Linked DNA regions of Mus musculus: all the other regions are linked to region 1. Evidence: chromatin contacts called from public HiCAR-type, HiChIP or PLAC-seq and promoter capture Hi-C data. All regions are on one chromosome and are shown on one strand. The core of a region is the stretch at or near the end of the contact, and the rest is flanking DNA. Distances in the headings are between cores, read along the strand shown.

Region 1 (2,729 bases), core at 167-2,666:
CAACTCACAGAGCTCTGCCTGCGGCTGCTGGGATTACAGGCAGCACCTATACCCAGCTTCCACCAACTTATATAAATTCTGACTTTCTTTAATCTGCTTAATTCTGAGAACTCCATACACGCATACAATGTAGTCTGACTATATTCATCCCTAGCTTGTCCAACATTTACCCTCCATCACCTACCAACTTCATTTCTTTGTCTTTTTTAATGCCAAAGCCTACATTTCTCAGCCTGACACTCAAAGAAAGGTGGGATTAAGGACTGTCCAGTGACAGAGCAGTTGCCTAGCAAGGTGAGTCAATTCACAGCACATAGCAAACACAACAGCAAAAGAAAACAGGAGGCTAGGCACGGTGGCACACGTCTTTAATTACAGCACAGAGGAAGACTTCTGTGAGTTCAAGGCCAGCCTGGTCTACTTAGTTTCTGGGACAGCCAAGCCAATAAGGTAAACAACCCTGCTTCTAAATAATAAAACACCTTTTCCCATCCTACCCTGTACCCAACTCTTCAATTCCAGGGGAGGGGGATCACTCACCTGAATCAGAAGCCACTAGGATACCTTTGTCCCCCACCCAAGTGAGGTCAGCTACTCCAGCCTCGGTCTGGACGCCAGCAGAGCAGAAACCTTCGTTGGGGGCCGCACTAGGATCCTTGAAAAACCACAGAGAACCTACCCAGCAGCGACCACTCAGGCTGGAGACCCCGAGCAGAAGGGAACCATCTACGGTGGGGAGAGCAAAGTTATAAGGTGTCAGATGGAAGGCCTTGTTTCTATGGTAACCTCACAGAACCCCGTGGCGGGACCAGTCTGAATCTGAGATCGGATTTGTGGAGCTGAGCTGGGGCAGGGCCAGGACGCCAGGTATGGCCGAGGAGGGCCACACGGCGCTGGGAGGACTCGAGAGGGTCAGCACCGGGAGAGGGCACCCGAGACTGGGGGTAAAGGGGCTTCCAGGCCCCGGGATCTCGGCTCACCAGACCGGTACCGTGCAGCCTCCAATTGACGTTCCATGCATGCGGGCGCATTGGGGGGCAGGTTCCACTCGCGGGCCGCCGGGGGCACGAGCGGAGGAGGGGTGTCCTTCCGCATCTCCACGATTCCAAATCTAACCTAGACCCAGACTCGACGAGAGACCCTGACTCGGCGCCGGAGGGACCGCACACGTGGTGTACCTCTGCGCAACCGCCCCTCTCCGAGGGAATTCGCTCTACTTCTCGCGAGAATTGTGTCTACCCTTCCAGCCTGCTTTTCCGTCTCCTGTCCCCGCAGCGGGATTTTGTTTGTTTCCCTCCCTCAGCCCCACCCATTTTTTCTCCTCTTCTCGCGATAGTGGGGAGGGGGCGGGGAAAAAGCCGAGAACTTCCGAGAAAAAGCGAGCTGATCTCTTCTCGCGAGATGTGCGAGCGGCCATCTTGCTCCTGCCCCTGACAGGCTCGGGTCGGGGTCACAGGGACACGGAGCCCGCTGTCCCGCTCTTCGCAGACAATGCTGTCCCGGGTGGTGCTTTCTGCTGCCGCCACAGCGGGTGAGAGACGTAGAGCCTAGGTTAGCGTAGCAGGGTGACTAGGAAGAAGCCAGGCCGGGGAGGCGGGAAGCGGGTAGAGGACGGACTGCGGCGTTTGGGCCCGAGCTCACCCACGGGAGCGATCTGGAGAGCTCCCGGGCCGCCCAGCATCTCAGGGCGCGGCAGAGACGGATGCCAGGGCCGACACCCGGGAAGGTAGAAACGCGATTTCTCCTTGACTTTGCTAACCTCCGTCTTGTGTATTTCCAGCCCCGTGTCTGAAGAACGCGGCCGCCCTAGGTCCAGGGTGAGTGTCACCACGTCTTATTCTCTTTCCATTTCCTAGCGTCAAGCCAAAAATTGCTGTTTTCCTTCACGTTAGCCAGCTTGCATACTCATTCGGACGTTTGTTCTTCTAATTGCCTTGAACATGATCCTGTTCCTTCCTCTGACAAACACCAAAGAGAGGCTCACCCCTCGTTGTGACCTTCAGCGACACACAACCAAGTTACTGGCTTACTTACCCCCAAGGACAGATCTGGTTAAATACAGCAAAATAAAACCTATTGTTTTGGGTGTCTTCCAGATTTCCATCTTTTATTAACCATATCAGGAGGCCGAAAACACATATGGCTTCGTAAATGCTTGTGTTGATGATCACATAATGTGACAGTGGATAACTTTGTGGAGATCACAGTAACAACCCTAGTCCTAGAGACAGCTACACAGTAGCTCCATCCTCTAATCCGTCAGTAAGACTCAACTCGTGAGGATGCTTTGAGTCTGACTACTTTCACTACCATTGTTACAGCATGAAGCCGCTGCCCACAGTTCTGAAATGGACAATTTCACTAGGCTTTCAGTCTTAACATCTGTTTTTATCCCAATACAGTCCATTCTCAATGTAGCAGAGAGATCTTGGCAGTTCCCCCCACTTAAAACCCTTCAGAGCTCATATCCCTATTGCAATAAAATCTAAACATAGCAAAACCAAGAAAACCTGAATTAACCTCATCTGTGTCTTGGGTCTTTTTTTATGTACTGTTAATGCCAGCCCTGCTTTCTCCAAAGAATGTCAAACTCTTTTTTTTTTTTTTAATAATTTTATTTTTGTGTGCGTGTGTGCTTGCAGAGGCAGAGAAAAAGGTATTAGATCTGCAGCTGGAGTTAGAGGTTGCTGTGGGCAGCCCAGCATAGGTTCTGGGAACCAAATCTGGTC
Region 2 (2,729 bases), core at 77-2,576, 2.7 Mb after region 1:
GCCGGCACCCCTCCCTTCTCTCTCCCCATATCTCCGGCGGTGCAGCTTCTCTGGTAACCGTCCCCGGGGCCGTAGCTTTCGTCTCGGAGACCTCTCTGCACTGCACCGTCCGAGCACCCTCGGCACCCCAAGCCGCCACACCAGATTCTCCCGGGTGCGGCCTGCTGCTCACCTTGCTGGACGTCACCGTTGCTGCCCCCAGGGATGGGCACGCTGAGCTGGCGCTCCGGCTCCGGCAGACAGCGCAGGCAGAAGGAGTGCAGGCAGGGGAGCAGCTTGGGCTCCGCCTCGCGCCGGCTCTGCAAGCTCTGCTGACACACCGCGCAGGTGTCCAGAAGCGAGGCTGGTGGTCCGAGAGGTGGCCCCGACGAGGAACCAGGAGCCGGGGCGGGAGCGGGGGCCGGGGCCGGGGCCGGGGCCGGGGCCGGGGCTGGGGCAGCAGCTGGAGCCGGCGTCGATGCCGCGCCTCCGGGGACCGCGGAGCCCACTGAGGCCGCGGGGACCGAGGCGGCCGGGGCCGAGCTTGAGGAGGCCGCGGCCACCCCCCCGTCGTCGGGCCCAGCCGCACCGCCCTCCGCGCCAGCCCTGCCGCCTTCCTCCTCCTCCTCCTCCACCAGCACCGCGGCGAGAGGCGGCTCCGCCTCCTGCGCCGTGGGCCCGGCGGCCCCGGCGGTTACCGGCGCGCTACCGCTGCCCCCGCCGCCACTCTCTGCCTCACCGCCGCCTTTGTTTTCCGCCATGTTTTCCTCTTTGAACCCGCCGGACCGCCCCGCGCCGCCCGCCGCTCGCGCCGCCGCCGCCGCCCCCAGCCTCAGCCGCAGCCACAGCAAGAGCGGCCGCCGAGAGCGAGCGAAGTAGCGAGCGAGCGAGCGAGCGAACGCACGAGAGCGCGCGCGCACGCGGCGCCCCCGCCCTCGCGTCGCGGGGCGGGAGGGGTGGGCACGCGCACGTACGCACCGACGTCCTCCGGAGGGAGGCGGGAACTCCGGCCGCGCGCGCTCGCGGGACAGACCGCGATGCAGCTCCGCGCCTCGGTGTGGTCTGTTGCCACCCGGCTGGAGTTGTGTAGCTCGGTAGGAGCTGGTGGAACTGGGTCTCTATGATGTGGCTGCTAGCGCCGAAGCCGCGGTGGTGCGGGAAGAAGGGAGGGAAAACATGCAGGAGTAGGAGGCCGGCTTGCGTTCGCCCCCGAGCGAGCGTCTCCACGGCGACGCCATCCCCAGCGACGGGCGCGCCACCGCGGAAGCTTCACCTGTCGCGCGCTTGGTCGCGGAGGCCTCCTACCGAGGAGGTGCGGACCACCTGGGTCTTCGCTGGGTGTTGCTGGACCGCGTTCTCTAGAGGGCTGTGACACCCGAGAGCGGCTGCGCAGAGTTCCCCCCACCACGTACACACACACCCCAAAAGTCTCCAGATATAGGCTCCTGCGGTGAGACAGAAGTCTTCTAATAGCTATTTTTAGCTTCTTAAGGTGATTCTCCAACGTTGCTACATACCTGAAAGCCAATCAAATGAGCTTTTTTCTAAACAGAGATGCCAGGGCCACACCCCAAAACAGAATCAGGAAGTTGAAAACCAGATGAATGTTGAAAAGTCCCTGCGGCTGATGTGCCAGTTTGGGAGACCATGTTTCTAACCAATATTATATCCCGAGAATCTCACTCGGCGTCCCCGGGTGGGCCAGCTGACTGTCCTCACCACCTCAATCTTAGAAGCTTTATGAAAGGGTTTTGTTTTGTTGGTATCGGGCCTCTCCGCCTCAGGCTGCCATCAGACCTTCATTTAGCCAGTGCTGCCAGAACAAGTGTAACTTGATATAGTGCCCACCTGTAGTCACCTGCAGGGAGACTGCTGAGTTCCTGGCCAGCTTAAGCATCAGGCTTCATAGGGAGACCTTGCCTCCAAAAAGAAATGGGGGAGGGGAAATGATGTAAGTGCAACAGCTGTTTTAATGTGAGTCTCACAAGCCCGTCCTAGACCGTAGTTATACAGGAAATTTATTTGGGTGAGTTTTTAAATTCACAGAAAAGCGTTTTTCATCAATTCCTTCAAAATCTCTTCTGACTTTCGTGTTAAGATAGAAACGTTGGGGTTCCTGCAGGAGAACAAAGAAACTCTCTGCCTTCAAGAAGTTGACAGTTTAGAGGATGAACATGGAGAGTATGTCGGGGGAAATGATAAATGCTTTGGAGTAAAAATAAGGCGAGTGTAAAGGATTTGTGCTGATTGAGCAAGGGCTCTGCTGATAAGGTGAAGAAACCTGGCTTGCACAAGAGTATTCCAGACAGGAGCAGGTGGCAAAAAACAAAGGGCCTAAGGCAAACAGAGACCCTGGAATTAGTGTGAGAGGAATGGCTTCAACAAGGAAAGGAAAAATAGGAGATAACACTTGTGGTCGTTTGAATAAAAATGGCCTCCATGTGGCCAGGCCTGGTGGCCCACGCCTTTAATCCCAGCACTCAGGAGGCAGAGGCAGGTGGATTTCTGAGTTCGAGGCCAGCCTGGTCTACAAAGTGAGTTCCAGGACAGCCAGGACTACACAGAGAAACCCTGTCTCAAAATAACCAAAAGAAAAAACAAAAACAAAGAATGGCCTCCATAGTTTCATTTATTTAAATGGTTGGTCACCTGGGAGCAGAACGGCTTGAAAGTATCAGGAGGAAGTATGTCACTGAGGTGTGCAAAGGTATGCAAAGAACACATTAACTTCCATATGCTTTGTCACTAAG
Region 3 (2,729 bases), core at 132-2,631, 2.6 Mb before region 1:
TAATTTGAGTATATTTTTTTCAATGACTCTTTTTTTTCTTCTTCTGGTTTTTCAAGACAGGGTTTCTCTGTATAGCCCTAGCTGTCCTGGAACTCACTCTGTAGACCAGGCTGGCCTCGAACTCAGAAATCCGCCTGCCTCTGCCTCCCAAGTGCTGGGATTAAAGGCGTGTGCCATCACTGCCCGGCTCAAGTACTCTTTCCTACATCAAACACTGTGGCTACTCTACTAGTGGTTTCCTCCTCTTGACTGTCCATTCCAAGTCTTCTGACAGTTTTGTTCTAGGTAACCAGGCGGTTCACAGCCAGCAGATGGCACTGTAGCAGGAATGGACAGAATTCTTAGGTTTCTGAGTGCAGCACTTTCAGTCAGACTCTAGAAAAGCAGACCCAGCTGTCTATAATTGAAGGTCCCAGTTTACAAAGCAGAACCTAAAGCTTTGTTCCCTGCACGCCAGCCCACCATTAGACTGTCATCATCTAGTCAAAACATCTTCAGAGAAGCCAGGGTACATTTCTGAAGAGGTGAGGCCAGCATGACTTAAACTCTGCAGATAAAGGAAACTATCCTGGTAATTTAAGGAAAAGAAAGTCATTCTAACAAACAGGAAGCTGTCTGAATGCTTCTGACAACCGAAAGCTTTAGGATCGGAAGCATGTGGCTTTTGTTATAGTTTCTTATTCCGTTTACGAAAGTCAGAGGCAGCTTGGCTAGATTTCCGCAAGAAGCCACCTAACAAGGGCTGTCCCAGGAGTCCGAGCAACTACTGTGGTATCCCCCTCAGCACTCAAACTCTCGTCGGGTTTCAGATATTACAGCACATATTACTGCTGCAGAGCATAGAAGCAAAACAAACAAACAAAACAAAACAAAACAAACAAGCCGTGTCCCCAAGAACGGTCCAACTATCCTGACAGTGGTGACGTTTTCAGCTTGGTATGGTAAGATACAGTGACCCTGCTGTAGTATACACACGTGCGCCACCTTACGTGCAATTGCTTCGCATTATAGCCTGGTTCCCAAGTGTTTTCTCTTGGAACTGTACCTGATTTCACTACCAGTTGTCACCTAAATAAGTTGGAGGAAACGGGATGGCTTTCTTTTGTTTCTTGGTCATGAATCACTGGAACCCTAAGTTTTGTTCTCAAGTAGATACAACGGGGAACGACATGTTCTGGCACACTGAACATGTGTCACAGAGCAATCCCTACAGCCTTTATTTTTCAAACACACTGTCTGGGTCCAGTCGGTCTAATTAGACAGGAGCAAGCAGGCGGACTTCCGGTTGCCATGACCACAAAGGAAGCCTCGCCCAACACGCTCTCCTCCCACTACGTAGGGACGCAGACGCTACGCAGGCAGGGCGAGGCTTTGGCTCGACGATCAGCTAATTATGCCTGATTGAGTTCGGCGTTTCTCTCGCTCGGCTCTCGCGCTTGCGTACTACGGCTCGTTCCCCGTCACCACGGCCCGGATCGGGAAGTGTCAAGTGGGAGCCGGGTTCCCCCGCATTTGCAGCCGCCACAGCTGAACCCGGACCCCTCACCCCAGCCGGGCACTACCGCCATGACGAACGGTGAGAGCTGGGGGCCCGAGCGGAGGGTGGCGGTAGAGGACTGGGACCAAACGTGGCGGGCGGGGCTAGACTGACGTGGCCGTTCCCCCCGCCCCCTCCCAGCCCGGCCCCCCTGGACCTTGGGGAGCCCCTAACTCCTGTCTGGGATGCTCCTTGCAGTTTCTCTTTTCTCAAGCCCATCAAGGTACCCTAGTGCCACACCTGACTTTTCGTTATCACCCTTTACTCTCTTTTCTTTCCTAGAAGTTGGTTCTGGCCGCTGGGGAGGTCGTTCACTATAGAATTATGTTGTTAGTCCCCAGGGGAGAGAAGCTGTTATCCAGTTCCCTAAGGTCTCATACTTTCTGACAGTAAGCTGGTTGAAAGGACTTAGTAATGGTATCAAATCCCACCGTTTGCGGGGGAGGTGATTGTAGACAACCCCCAAAGTTTTTTGTTTGTTTGTTTATTTTGTTAATTTAAAAGACACCAAAAAAAGCCTTCATTCGTTTGACTAAAGTCCTAGTTGGGTGGCTCCATCTGGAGCTTCTGGCTAATACCGCAAAGGGTGGATTTAGAAGCCGCCTTTTATTAGTGATGGAGCACTTGTAATTTTTCCAGATTGCTTCAAACAATTTTATAGTCATGATTTTCAGGTTCTAGAGCATGAATTAAGACCTTTATAGTCAGTCTTACAGGAACGGAAATAAGAAAGCCTTTTCTAGGTACTATGATTGGAGAGGCTCGGGAAAGTATTTCTCATAGACTTCCATAGACGTGACACTGAAGACTGAAATGTCATTTCCTTGTGAATTTTGGCATTGTCTCTTAACTTATAGGAGTAAAAGAGCAAGACATAAAGGCATCCATAGAAACTGTCTGTGAGCTGACTGATATACTGGAACTAGCTGTGAAATAGTTTCACTGGAAGAAGTCAGTATAGTCCAGAACTGGCGGGAACCGACAAAGACCCTGATTGTATATAATATCCATTTGAAGCTTTCTGGGTAGTCAGTCTTACCATAGTACACAAAGTTAAAGAAGGAACGGAGGAAGACATAGTGTAAACTAGGAAATAAAATATTCTGGCACAGTTGATTACTGAATAAAATCTGCCTTTATGTAATTCATTTTGCTTACCTGGGTATCACATGTAAGAAGCAGAACTAAGAGC
Region 4 (2,729 bases), core at 108-2,607, 2.3 Mb before region 1:
CAAAAGGATGGAGATTAATATGTATGTATATATGTGTATATATAAGTATGTATTGAGCCTGTCAAAATTGTGGCACCTGGAATGACATATATATATTTTGACAGGCTCAATACATACTTGCCAAGAAAAGTAATTTCTCAGTGGTAACCTGGAACTAAGAAAATGTCTGCTTTCCCTAACTTTTAAAGGAACCCAGTGGTTTGCAAAACTGCTCAAAACAGAAACTGAAAGTTACAGTATCTACAGCATTTATGACAGTATTAGTTAGCATTTTCGAGACTTGAAAGTTTTTAGGTTGTCTGCTCTTTTAATAAACACAACCACACAGCTTTGACTTTACAAAACATTTAGCTTTCAACACAACACTAAAATTAACTTGCTTTCAAACCTCCTCTCACATACACACACTTTGGTCAAATGGAATCAGTGTATTAAAACTCTTCTGAGAACCACTGTACATTCAAGTTCCCACAAAACCAGATTGTAGGCAATATATTTATCCGAGCATAGCTGAAAACTGCCTTCGCTCTTCAAAAAAGATTAAAATGTACAGCACAGGACGGATTCCTACAAACTCATCCAATAGTCTCTGGTAGCTTCTATTCAAGGAAACTCCTTTCACTTTTCTTTTTCCTAAGCAGTCAGACTTAGGTTGAAAAGACGGACGCAAGGCTGGTGTCCCCCTAATCTACTCCAGGTTAAAGGTCCCGATCCCTCTCCGCCGCCTGCCCCAAGCAGCCCCAGCCTCTCGCTTCCGCGGGGAGTCAGGATTAGCGGTGACTCAGCGGGACAAGTGCAACGGGTCCGCTGCAGTGTAGCTTGGGGAATCTCGCCGGGCGCCTCGGGAACCAGATTCCCCGGGTCCCGCCAGACTTAGGTTCTCCGGGCGCCCCATGACACTGCAGAACCCAGGCCGCGGCGCGGGCCCCAGGCCCGCCCACCCAAATTTCGACCCTGCTGCTTCCCGCCGTACGAACCTGTCGTACTCGGACCGAGTGAGGAACATGGCGAGGACAGAAGGAGGCGGCAGTGGCTACGCGGGGTTCCCAAAGGCCACACGATTGAAAGCAGCACCCTAATCAACCACACCGCCACAGCACCAAGGACCCTGCAGCCGTCTGCGCGTGCGCACGCGACCTTTTTAGCCCGCCCTCCCGTGCTTCCCTTTTATTGGCTGATTGATATTCTCGCCGCGATGATTGGACTTGACAAGCTTCTTCACCGGACCTGGGTTAACAGGGAGGCGGAACTAGAGAGCACTTCCGCTTTCCGTCACCCTTGGTTGCTACGGGCGCTGGGACTCGAGGCAACCGGTGAGAGTGAACCTCGTCGTCGAGGAGTGAGCACGCCGCGCTTTGGATGGCTGCAAGACTTGGCCTGATGACTGGGTTGTCGGAATCGTGACGTAAGTCTCGCCAGCTCGCGTAAATGCAGCCGGGGGACACCGGTCTCTTACTTCGCGCTCGCCTGCCCAGCTCTTCGCTGTCTTCCCGGCTCGGTGGCAGCCGGAACTAGGTTTGCTGAGGACTTTTTGACTTGGGTAGAGAAATGTGTGCGCCTCTACCAGCGTGCCCGGCAGTTCTGCCAGCCGGGCTTGTTGAAAAAAAAAGTTTTAAAAGTTGATAGGTTCTAATCAGCAAGAACGTTTTTCAATTTCTTGCATAGGTACGATTATTTTATCAAGTCTTTCCTGGATTCGTACACATCACCACCACCACCCTAACTATCCAAGTTTCAGACCCAGACCTGGAGTTCAGTATCGGAGCTTCAGATTAGTCACTGCTTTTAAGGACCTTAATTTGTGTATGTGCTTCTTGTTTTCTCTTCCTAAGGGTAGAAGAGCAACTTGAGCTTTTTTTTTTTTTAAGAAACATTGTAAATGAATCATTTATCAAAGAAAGTTAGGTGGTTAAGAAGTCCTGACTCGGGCTGGAGAGATGGCTCAGGGGTTAAGAGCACTGGCTGTTCTTCAGAAGGTCCTGAGTTCAAATCCCAGCAACCACATGGTGGCTCACAACCATCCTGAATGAGATCTGACTTCCTCTTCTGGTGTGTCTGAAGACAGCTACGATGTACTTACATAAAATAAATAAATAAATCTTTAAAAACAAACAAAAAAAACAAAAAAAAAAAGAAGAAGTCCTGACTCTCTAGGAATGTAACTCGGTGACAGAGTACTTTCATAGCATGCATGAACCTCTGCCCAGGCTTGGCGGGGGTGGGGTGTGAGGTGGTCAGAGTACAAAGTTTCAGGTAAGATTAATACCTAATGGAGATATATGATACACCAGGATGACTAGAGTTAATATCTTACACTTGAAATTTTTCTAAGAAGGTAGATTTTAATCACTACCAAAAAAGGCAAATGTTAGTGAAAGTTAACTTAATCGTGATATATACCTATATCAAAACATAATTCTGGTGGCTGGAGAGATAGCTTAGCACCTGATTCCCTTCTAGATGCCCACATTTGGTTCTCAGCGTCCTAGTCAGGCTGCACATAACTACCCTTTATTCTAGCTCTAGGGGATCCACTGCCTTTTTCTGCTCTCTGCTGGCCCCTATATATGTGTCACACATAACACACACACACAAACACACACACACACACACACACACATTGAAAAGTCTTTTTAAAAATACCATTCTGGGTTGGGTGTGATAGTTCCTTTAATCCCAGCACTCAGGAGGCAGGGAATCTCTAAGTTCAAGACCAGCCTGGTATACCA
Region 5 (2,729 bases), core at 109-2,608, 2.2 Mb before region 1:
TATACCTTCTAGAGAGGTCTGGTAGAAAGAGGGCGTGAAGTTGAAACTAGACAGATGTACTTACTGTGTGGACGTGGGAAAGCGACTGAATTCCTCTGAGCCCATTTTCTCATTGGCGACAATGGGGATTAATATTACCTACCTCACAGGGTTGTTGTGAGGATTAAGAGATGAGACATGGAAGTGCCTACCTGGCAAAAAGGTACTCAATAATGTTGTGTTTCCCCCTTTCCTCTTGACCCTTTCCCCCCTAGAAGTGATCAGAAAGGAAAAGCAGTTTCTTTTGGAAATGAGTGGGAGACTTTCCAGACTTGGAATTGACAAGCATTATGGGTGACGTGGACGAGGTTAATCTAATTAGATGGTTCTAATTAATTAATTTTCACTATAGACCTTTCTCTTGGGAATTTGTAGCTTAAGTTACCTCCTACTAGAGAAATGTTTTAAATTCCAGGGAAATGTTTCAATGGCTGTAAAAAAATGCCCCTTCTTAAAACGGGTGTTGAGTCATTGTGGGTCTATTTAGTAGGGACTTTAGGATATTCTTCACAGAGCCAATATTCAGGAGATAGTAGAAAGACAACTTTTACCAAACTTCCCCCTTTCTGTGGCTATCACAGAGGAACTCTTGTTAGATTAGAGATTAGCTCGTTTATTTCTGGGTATGGAACTAAGTCCTCAGGTTTACCTGGAAGAAAGGGAAGCGTGGAAATATTATAAATGAATTACACCTAGTTTCATATTCTAATACTTACTACCTATTTTTCACTCTCTATTACTTGATGCGGTCGAGTGATCCTTTGCCAACATAGGAGTGCCAGGCATATGTACAGCTCACAGAAATCCATACGTTGTAGCAGAAGGACTAATATATACTTGGCATAATGGGTGTAGCCAGAGGAATGGGTGAACATCCAGGCTGGGCAGCTCAAGGATCAGACGGAGGGAACTTTGGCTGAAGTGCCCAACACGCGGCTCTGGACAGAGACCTGGGCTCCAAATCACAGATGAAAAGGAAAAAAGGTTTTTTTGTTTGTTTGTTTTCTGGAGAGGGAGGCTTTTCCCAACAGCAATTCCCAGAGGACTGTGAGCTCTCATTTGAGAATCTGATCCTCACCGCCAAACCTCCAGAGCACACCACGTGCTGGAAGTCCCGCTTTTTCTACACTTGGAATCCAAGTCCAGGAGCCGGAGAAGTAAAAGGGTATTAAGGCTGGGAGGTGCGGAGCGAAGGCTCGCCATCACTCCACGGGGACAGTCAGGTACCAGGGAACTTCCGCTCTCCGTACCACCTCCGCCTCCCACTGGCACAGCGCTCTAAGTAGTAACGGCCGCTGGGCGTCGCCGGAAGTGTCGTAAACAGCACACATCCGGTTCTTCCGGGAGCTAGGGGAGCTGACGGAGAAGGCCACCGCCCAGCAGAAGACCCGTCTCCGCCGGTGTGTGGCGATTCCCGCGGTGTGTGTGAGTGAGCCCGGGCCCGGTCCCCTCTCCCGCCGCCGCCATGGGCTGCACGTTGAGCGCCGAGGACAAGGCGGCGGTGGAGCGGAGCAAGATGATCGACCGCAACTTGCGGGAGGACGGGGAGAAAGCGGCCAAAGAAGTGAAGCTGCTGCTGCTCGGTGAGGGGCTGGGGGCGGAGCTGGAGCGCTGGAGCCGGAGAGCCCGGCCCCGGGAGCAGCCGGAGCTGATCGGGGTCTGGCCAAGGCCGGCAGAGAGGACCCCAAAGGGACAAGGAGGGGATGCCCAGCAATGGGGCGGGTACTGGGCTTGGCGACTGAGGCCCCGGAAGGCGTGGGGATTTCAGGTTGGAGAGGGTGTAACCCGGCTGGGATGGTACTTAGTAGAGTTGGGGAGTTTGGAGCCCCGAGACTGTGCTGGGAATCCGGGCACGGCTCTTAAAGGGAGGGACCGAAATTAGGGAGGGTTCACACTGGGCTGGAACGTGTTGAGGAGGATAGTGTATGGTGTCTGGTGGGGCCTGTCTAGGGTTTGTGTGAGTTTGATACTTGATGTCAGGATAAAGCTGGAAGGATTGAATGATTAAATAGCGAAGCTAGTACAGAGAGGGTCACATAAAGAACTTGCTCGCAAGTCTTTTTGTGCTGTTAGTGAGGTGGGTTGTCCAGGAACACCCAGGAGGCGGTTGAAATAAATGACAGGTTCTTAGGTATAAAAGAAAAGACCTTGGGTGCAGAGGCCACTAATACTTTTTTCAACTTTTTTTTAAAATCTCTCTCTCTCTCTTTTTTTTTTTTAAATTCTCTTGAGCTTCCGTGATTCCTTTTTTAAATTAAAGGGCTAGGGATGGTGTGAGCTGAGGAAATTGAAAGAATGCCATTTTTGAGGTTTGGGGTAGAGGACAGTGGGACCATGTGTGTCGGGAATAGTAGAGGATAACATATGGACTGGGGCAGATTTATTGTAGAGATTGTGATCTATTTGGGAGGGGTTGATTTTTTTTTTTAATTGGGTTTTTCAAAATAAAAGTATGTATTGGCTTTCAGACTACAAACACCGTGTTGTCTTATACTCAAGTGGGCTTTTTTATCTCTAGTCAGACATGTTTCAGTCAGGATAATTTCGTTTTAAACTTTGATAGGCCCAGTAAATCATATAAACTTCTCTCGCATTAGCTTACCAGTAAATCCAGCTGTATTCATTATTTATATCTTTGAGGAATCTGTTAGATGAGAATCATTACGAATAAGTCACAGGTTCTGGAAGCA
Region 6 (2,729 bases), core at 123-2,622, 2.2 Mb after region 1:
CAATGTTAAGAGGAGAAACTCAAACGACTTTCCTTAAAAGGTATGATAGGATAGCCTAGAAAACATTTTGTTAGGTGAAGATCCAAAGAAATCATGGATGTATGAGTGAGGACTGAAAAATATAACTGATAGAAAGGCCTCTCCTAGACCTGCTCTCTGCTCACAGGACACAGGTAAAAATCTATGGTGGTGGATAGTCAGTTAGGGGTTCAGACTGTTCTTGTAAGAAAGAACACATTTTCCATCTCCTCCTCTTTCTTTTTTTTTTTTTTTTTTTTTTTTGGTTTTCAGAGACAGGGTTTCTCTGTGTAGCCCTGGCTGTCCTGGAACTCACTCTGTAGACCAGGCTGGCCTCGAACTCAGAAATCCCGCCTGTCTCTGCCTCCCAAGTGCTGGGATTAAAGGCGTGCGCCACCACTGCCCGGCACTCCTCTTTCTTTTAGGTAGGGCCTCTCTATGTAGATCAAGTTGACAAACTCACAAGAGATCCATCTGCCTCTCCTTCCAGAATCTTGGGTTTAAAGGCATGAATCCTGGGTTTAAAGGCACGTACCATCCTACCTTACTCTTATAAATACTCGACTCCAAGAAATGTTTCTCATTTTAAGAACCAACATTTTACAGCGCGGAAGGCATATCAAGTCCCACAGAATCTCTTGAGGCTGAGTTGGCAACTGTCTACTAAGATAACCTAGTTTTCAGGGTCATTTTTCTTAAACATTATGCCAGGTCCACTTTCCGGAATCCACCGCCTTTCTACCCTTCGTGGAGGTAAGACAATTTTTGTTTACTGCATGCATGGAGGAGCTGAGTTCGGATATTTTATTTCCTAACAGATTCTACGGTGGGAGCGCTTCAGCACAGGGAGGCATCTAAATCCCTTATGCTGCCCTGAAATCGACATGGCAGCAAACAATTTAAGTAAAAACTGAGAATTCTAAACCCTCAGAGTCATCCCCAGGTAGTCAATGTCTCCCTGCGCTGCCCAATCGCTGGGATGTGATTGGGATGTTGGGGGAAAATCACACTGGTTTGGGGTGATGTCACACTAGCTGAGATGACATCTAACTGTAAGAAACCCGACCGCCACCAAACGCCGGTTAAACGACCTCGGAGACTGCTGTGCGGAGAGGACTGGGAAACCGGTCCCCACACACTGTCCACGCTGGCTCCCCACGGAGGCCCACCCACACCCGCGGCCCGGGGCAAGATGCAGTGATCTCAGCCCTCCCGCTCCTCCGCACTTCCGCCTCAGTAGGTGTCATGGCGCTAGGTGGCTGAATGGTTCCGGCGAGGCGGGGCCGGCGGGATGGAGGCGGTCGCTCGGGGCTCCACTTGTCGGGTCTGGTGACAACGGCGGCTGCGGAGCGAAGGGCCGGGCCGTGGCCCCGGACCGCAGGGGAGGCCGAGGCGGGAGCGCTCGGCGCTGAGGCGGCGGCGGCGGGAAGGGGCCGGGTGGCAGGGCAGGCGGGAGGCTGGCGAGGCTCCGGCCGCAGGACGGGCGCGGGGACGGCTCCGGGGGGCGGGGGCCGGGGCCGGGGCCGGCTCGTGCGGGGGGTATGATGACCCGGCTGCGGGGCCCCGGATCGCCTCTCCTCCGCCGCCTCCTCGCGGCGGCCCCGACTCGAGGCTGAGAACTACACACACCGGCGGTGAGTCAGGCTCGGCGAGGGGCTGGGGTCGTGGACTTTGGGAGTCGGCGCCCCGAGGTGGGACGGAGCGAGCCGCAGACTCCCTTGGGTAGCCGGCTTGCTTGGGGTGCCTCTCTCGCCAGGCCCCGCGCGGCCCTAGGCGCCTGGTCGCGAGCGGCCAGGCGCGACTGCGTGCCGGAGAAAATGGGCAGCTCCCCCTGCCTCCTGCCTTTCCCTCCAGATCGTGTTGTCCTCAGGTGACAGGGGTCCGTCTGGCATCTCCCCACCGTACAGATCTCCACCCCAACCGCGGACTGCGGTGGCAGGTTCTTGTGCTTGTGCGTGTGCATGTCACCCCACTCCCTGTAGCTGTAGTTTGGGCGTATTGGTGCCTTTGGGGACCGGGAAACCGCATCTAGAGTAAATCGTGGTGGTCGGGCTGGTATGGAAGCTTTTCTGTTCTCTTGGTTCATGTTCTGTAGTCTTTGAGTATGTAATTTGTGATGGTGGTAACGCTGTGTGGGGACCAGCCCACCTATATGTTTATCTCTGCAAGGCAAAGCTAGAGGTCTAAACTTTTGCAGTCCGTCGTCGCCTTTAAAGCCAAGAACAACAAAATCCAAAACATTAAAAGATGGAAACAACCAAAAGCCTTTGGGTAGGACCCACACTATAAACAGCTCTGTAGGGCAGCGTCCCCCTTTTGTGCTTGGCAACCGAGACCTAAAAACTTGGTCTCTAGGAGCGTTGGTCTAACCTCCAGTTTGTTGTGGTGACGAACCGTGAGCAATGGCCTGTGTGTTTATGCTGGGCGCGTTTTCTTTCCTGTTTGGGAATGGGTACTGGAACGGGAAGCCGGAGAGGGGGTGGGGGCAAGCTCCAGTAAGTGAATCTTTTCTCTACATAACCAGTGACTCAGTTGTGGATACTCATAAGATGCGCATTCTTGTCTCTTTGGTGACACTTTGAGAATTCTCAGTAGTGTAGTGCAGCCACAAACAAGAGTTTCAAATGTAGACTCCGTTGCCCCAGTCCGCTCTTTATCTTGTTTCCTAGTAACTGATGAAAACAGCAGCATGGCTTCCTGCTGTAGACGGA
Region 7 (2,729 bases), core at 128-2,627, 2.1 Mb after region 1:
AAAAAGTTTAGATTTCATTCCACTGATTACTGTTTCCAATGTTGTGGAACCAAACTACTACAATCAACTGAGACTGTTTATTTACAATACAGTTCCTGGATTCTATCCCATCCTAATGAAATCAGAATTGATCCCTAGATCACGATTTTTTAAAAAAGGACCCCATGGGACTTTTGTGTCCTACCTACAGTTTTGAGCTACAACTATAGATTAGTTACACGTTCAAACATATATAATAGAAAAAATCCTAACCAAAGTGAGGAGACAAGGCTACTTATTAATAAACTACCACAACAGGCTTTGGTAATTACAGCCTGAGCCAACAACAGTACAACTTTAAGAACAAGAATTGATATTTTGAATTTTTCATACCACCTGACAGTAGACAATGTTTTCAAGGTTGACTAGCAAGCTTGGTAGGGTGCCTGGTGACATTCATAACACAAATACAAGCAGAATAGTAGGTTTAAAGAGGAGAAGAATGATAGTATTATTTTGGTCATATCTTTGATGAACTATCCAAGTCGAAATGTAAAGCAAGCAGAAAGATATACAGGTCTGAATCTAGAAAAAAGGGAGAACTGTTCTACGTTAAGTCATTGAACCAGGAGTCAGCCGCAATTGCTAAAGCCTGTGGTATGAAGGAGACCTCTCAACTGGGCATGGTGTTCCACACGGAAGACTGAGATGACAACCCAGAAATGCAGCCTCAAGGCCAAAAGATAAAACTGCCCTTCTTTAACTTTTTCAGAGTGATCGCAGAGCTCTGAAGAGGATTAAAAGTGGGGCCGGGGGGGGGGGGGGGGAGTTAGAATTCTATGGTAGGTTGGTGATACCTAATAACTCGCTGGATGACATTCCGGTAGCGCAGCCTATCAGCCTGAATATGAGGGTTACACAGAGCCTTCTTCAGTTCCTTCACCACGTCCTCAGAGCCAAGGTATGGCATCGTCGCCAACACTCACGGGACAGTTTCCACAGACCCGTAGGGAACTCGTGGGCTCCTCCTAATTTCGATGTGGGAGCCTGAATAAAGGAGATGTAGTCAGTGAAAACACTAACGGCGAGATGTCACTTTGCTGTGCCTGCCCCCCAGGGCGGAACACATTCTTGGGTCCTCGGGCGAGCCCCGACCCTTCAGGAGCCGCCCGGAGACCCACAGGCCGTTGGCTCTGCCCAGCAGATCTCAACTCTCTCTAGGCCCAGTTACGAATTCTACACTAGCAAAAGGCCAAAGACCTAGCACAGCCTCCTCCCTGGGAATCTAGTCCCAGTGGCCGAGGACACCCCAGACAGCTTCCTGCGGAAATCCCGCCCCGTCGCCCTGAGACACAAGGAGCAGCTTTCCGGGTCGCGCCGAGCGCCGAGCGCAGGTCCGGGGGGGGGGGGGGGGGGGCACCGACCTCCGGACGCCCTTCCCCCACCCATTCTCCCCCTCGGCGCAGGCGCGCAGCTCACTGTGTGAGCGCCGCGGCCGGCGATCGGAAATCAACTACTAGGGTCTGTCTCCCCGCCGCCGCGCGAGCTTTGACAATGTGGGGACTGGGCCCGAGCTCCAGCGCGCGGTTGTGAGTGATGCTCTCCCGACTTCTTCCGCGTTGGGCGCTTTCATCCTGATCGTCCCGAGCGCGGCCACCTTCTTTTTTCTCACTCTGTCTACTAATTCCGTTTCTGGGATGGTTTTCCTTTAGGGCTTCTGGACTTGTTCCAGAGTCCACTTGTCATTGGGACGCTGTCGTGGAAACCTCACTCAGGAGTGCGGTTCCCGCGAAGACCCCACTGGGTGACACCTCAACTCTGCCACCATGAACGGGGTCGTAATCCCCCAAACGCCCATTGCTGTGGACTTTTGGAGCCTGCGCCGTGCCGGTTCGGCGCGGCTCTTCTTCTTAACCCACATGCACTGTGACCACACGGTGGGTTTGTCTAGCACTTGGGCCCGGCCCCTCTACTGCTCTCCCATCACTGCTTGCCTCTTGCATCGTCGCCTGCAGGTATTGGGGCTGGGATTTGATCGCTGAGACCTAGTCCAGGAATCTGGGTGGGGACTTCTGATCTGTCACAGTTTGGGGGATTACCGAGTGGGAGACATAAGGACTGAATTTTTACAAATGTGGGAATTGATCCCGGAATGAGACTGGCTTCTAGTTAACTACCTGGAGGTTTTTAGTCAAGGAAATGATTCCTATCTTTTCAAAAACCAGTGCTTTCCTAATTTGCATTTAAGAATCTACCAGACTGTTCAGTGATAGAACACTTGTTTAGTGTGTGCAAGAACCCTAAGTTAGATCCCCAACACTCATTGCCCGCCCCCAATAATTCATCTAATGTGCTAGATAAAAACACATATTGTCTAACATCTCCTCATCTTGTCTGTGTCAGTAGAAGTGGCTGGTGTGAGACTGGAACTTTTTTTGACAGTTGTTTCCCACCCATGGCTGGGATTATCATGATAGGAGAAAGTGTGAGAATCTTTATTTAGACTGTTTTCAGATTCTGAGTTTAAATCTGTACAAAGGGTGGGAGACAGAAGAGGAAGGAGAGATTTCTTGGGAATCCTTATAACAGCTTACATGAGAGTGGTTCAGAACTCGGTCAGCTTTCCTTGATGAAAGAGAAGTCTATGGTTACTCGGGTGACCAACTGTTTTCCTCAGGTGTCTAAGCACTGGATCCGGGCCCTGGAGGTTGGCGAGAGTCATGTATTACCTCTAGATGAAATTGGGCAAG

What was found. Promoter capture Hi-C pulls out the DNA fragments that hold promoters and counts their contacts. HiCAR-type assays count read pairs that join an accessible place to other places. HiChIP or PLAC-seq counts read pairs in DNA pulled down with a chosen protein or histone mark. Capture Hi-C pulls out chosen DNA fragments and counts their contacts.
Region 2: a contact with region 1 is called in a promoter capture Hi-C map of erythroid cells, with 7 times the contacts expected there. The contact joins the promoter of Trim33 here to the promoter of Atp5pb in region 1. A contact is called at or near these places in 4 of 39 promoter capture datasets (erythroid cells, hippocampal neurons, liver and 1 more) and 1 of 115 datasets of contacts at active chromatin or transcription factors (astrocytes).
Region 3: a promoter capture Hi-C map of liver shows a contact between it and region 1, with 3 times the contacts expected there. The contact joins the promoter of Tmem167b here to the promoter of Atp5pb in region 1. A contact is called at or near these places in 1 of 39 promoter capture datasets (liver) and 1 of 9 other capture datasets (liver).
Region 4: a contact with region 1 is called in a promoter capture Hi-C map of pre-B cells, with 4 times the contacts expected there. The contact joins the promoter of Psma5 here to the promoter of Atp5pb in region 1.
Region 5: an H3K27ac HiChIP or PLAC-seq map of thymic regulatory T cells shows a contact between it and region 1, with 8 times the contacts expected there. The contact joins the promoter of Gnai3 here to the promoter of Atp5pb in region 1. A contact is called at or near these places in 1 of 484 Hi-C or Micro-C datasets (CD4 T cells) and 1 of 115 datasets of contacts at active chromatin or transcription factors (thymic regulatory T cells).
Region 6: a promoter capture Hi-C map of liver shows a contact between it and region 1, with 2.5 times the contacts expected there. The contact joins the promoter of Hipk1 here to the promoter of Atp5pb in region 1. A contact is called at or near these places in 3 of 39 promoter capture datasets (the C10 cell line, hippocampal neurons and pre-B cells), 1 of 484 Hi-C or Micro-C datasets (muscle stem cells) and 1 of 9 other capture datasets (liver).
Region 7: a HiCAR-type map of astrocytes shows a contact between it and region 1, with 6 times the contacts expected there. The contact joins the promoter of Ap4b1 here to the promoter of Atp5pb in region 1. A contact is called at or near these places in 1 of 39 promoter capture datasets (liver), 1 of 484 Hi-C or Micro-C datasets (muscle stem cells) and 1 of 115 datasets of contacts at active chromatin or transcription factors (astrocytes).

What each region holds. Positions count from the first base shown.
Region 1 is chr3:105,957,950-105,960,678 of GRCm38.p6, reverse strand. Atp5pb (ATP synthase peripheral stalk-membrane subunit b) reads left to right here and starts at 1,416. Exons shown (of 7, transcript NM_009725.5): 1 at 1,416-1,531; 2 at 1,781-1,817. The coding sequence starts at 1,492. It overlaps Wdr77 (WD repeat domain 77), which reads right to left and starts at 1,181. Exons shown (of 10, transcript NM_027432.3): 1 at 981-1,181; 2 at 541-726. The coding sequence starts at 1,095.
Region 2 is chr3:103,277,890-103,280,618 of GRCm38.p6, reverse strand. Trim33 (tripartite motif-containing 33) reads right to left here and starts at 1,326. Exons shown (of 20, transcript NM_053170.3): 1 at 173-1,326. The coding sequence starts at 740.
Region 3 is chr3:108,561,118-108,563,846 of GRCm38.p6, reverse strand. It overlaps Tmem167b (transmembrane protein 167B), which reads left to right and starts at 1,381. Exons shown (of 3, transcript NM_026198.2): 1 at 1,381-1,576. The coding sequence starts at 1,567.
Region 4 is chr3:108,255,554-108,258,282 of GRCm38.p6, reverse strand. It overlaps Psma5 (proteasome subunit alpha 5), which reads right to left and starts at 1,357. Exons shown (of 9, transcript NM_011967.3): 1 at 978-1,357. The coding sequence starts at 1,006.
Region 5 is chr3:108,144,781-108,147,509 of GRCm38.p6, reverse strand. It overlaps Gnai3 (guanine nucleotide binding protein (G protein), alpha inhibiting 3), which reads left to right and starts at 1,358. Exons shown (of 9, transcript NM_010306.3): 1 at 1,358-1,622. The coding sequence starts at 1,505.
Region 6 is chr3:103,789,918-103,792,646 of GRCm38.p6, reverse strand. Hipk1 (homeodomain interacting protein kinase 1) reads left to right here and starts at 1,372. Exons shown (of 16, transcript NM_010432.2): 1 at 1,372-1,652.
Region 7 is chr3:103,808,165-103,810,893 of GRCm38.p6, reverse strand. Ap4b1 (adaptor-related protein complex AP-4, beta 1) reads right to left here and starts at 1,377. Exons shown (of 10, transcript NM_026193.2): 1 at 837-1,377. The coding sequence starts at 949. It overlaps Dclre1b (DNA cross-link repair 1B), which reads left to right and starts at 1,507. Exons shown (of 4, transcript NM_133865.2): 1 at 1,507-1,994; 2 at 2,657-2,729. The coding sequence starts at 1,806. It overlaps Gm15471 (predicted gene 15471), which reads right to left. Exons shown (of 5, transcript NR_040412.1): 5 at 2,454-2,680.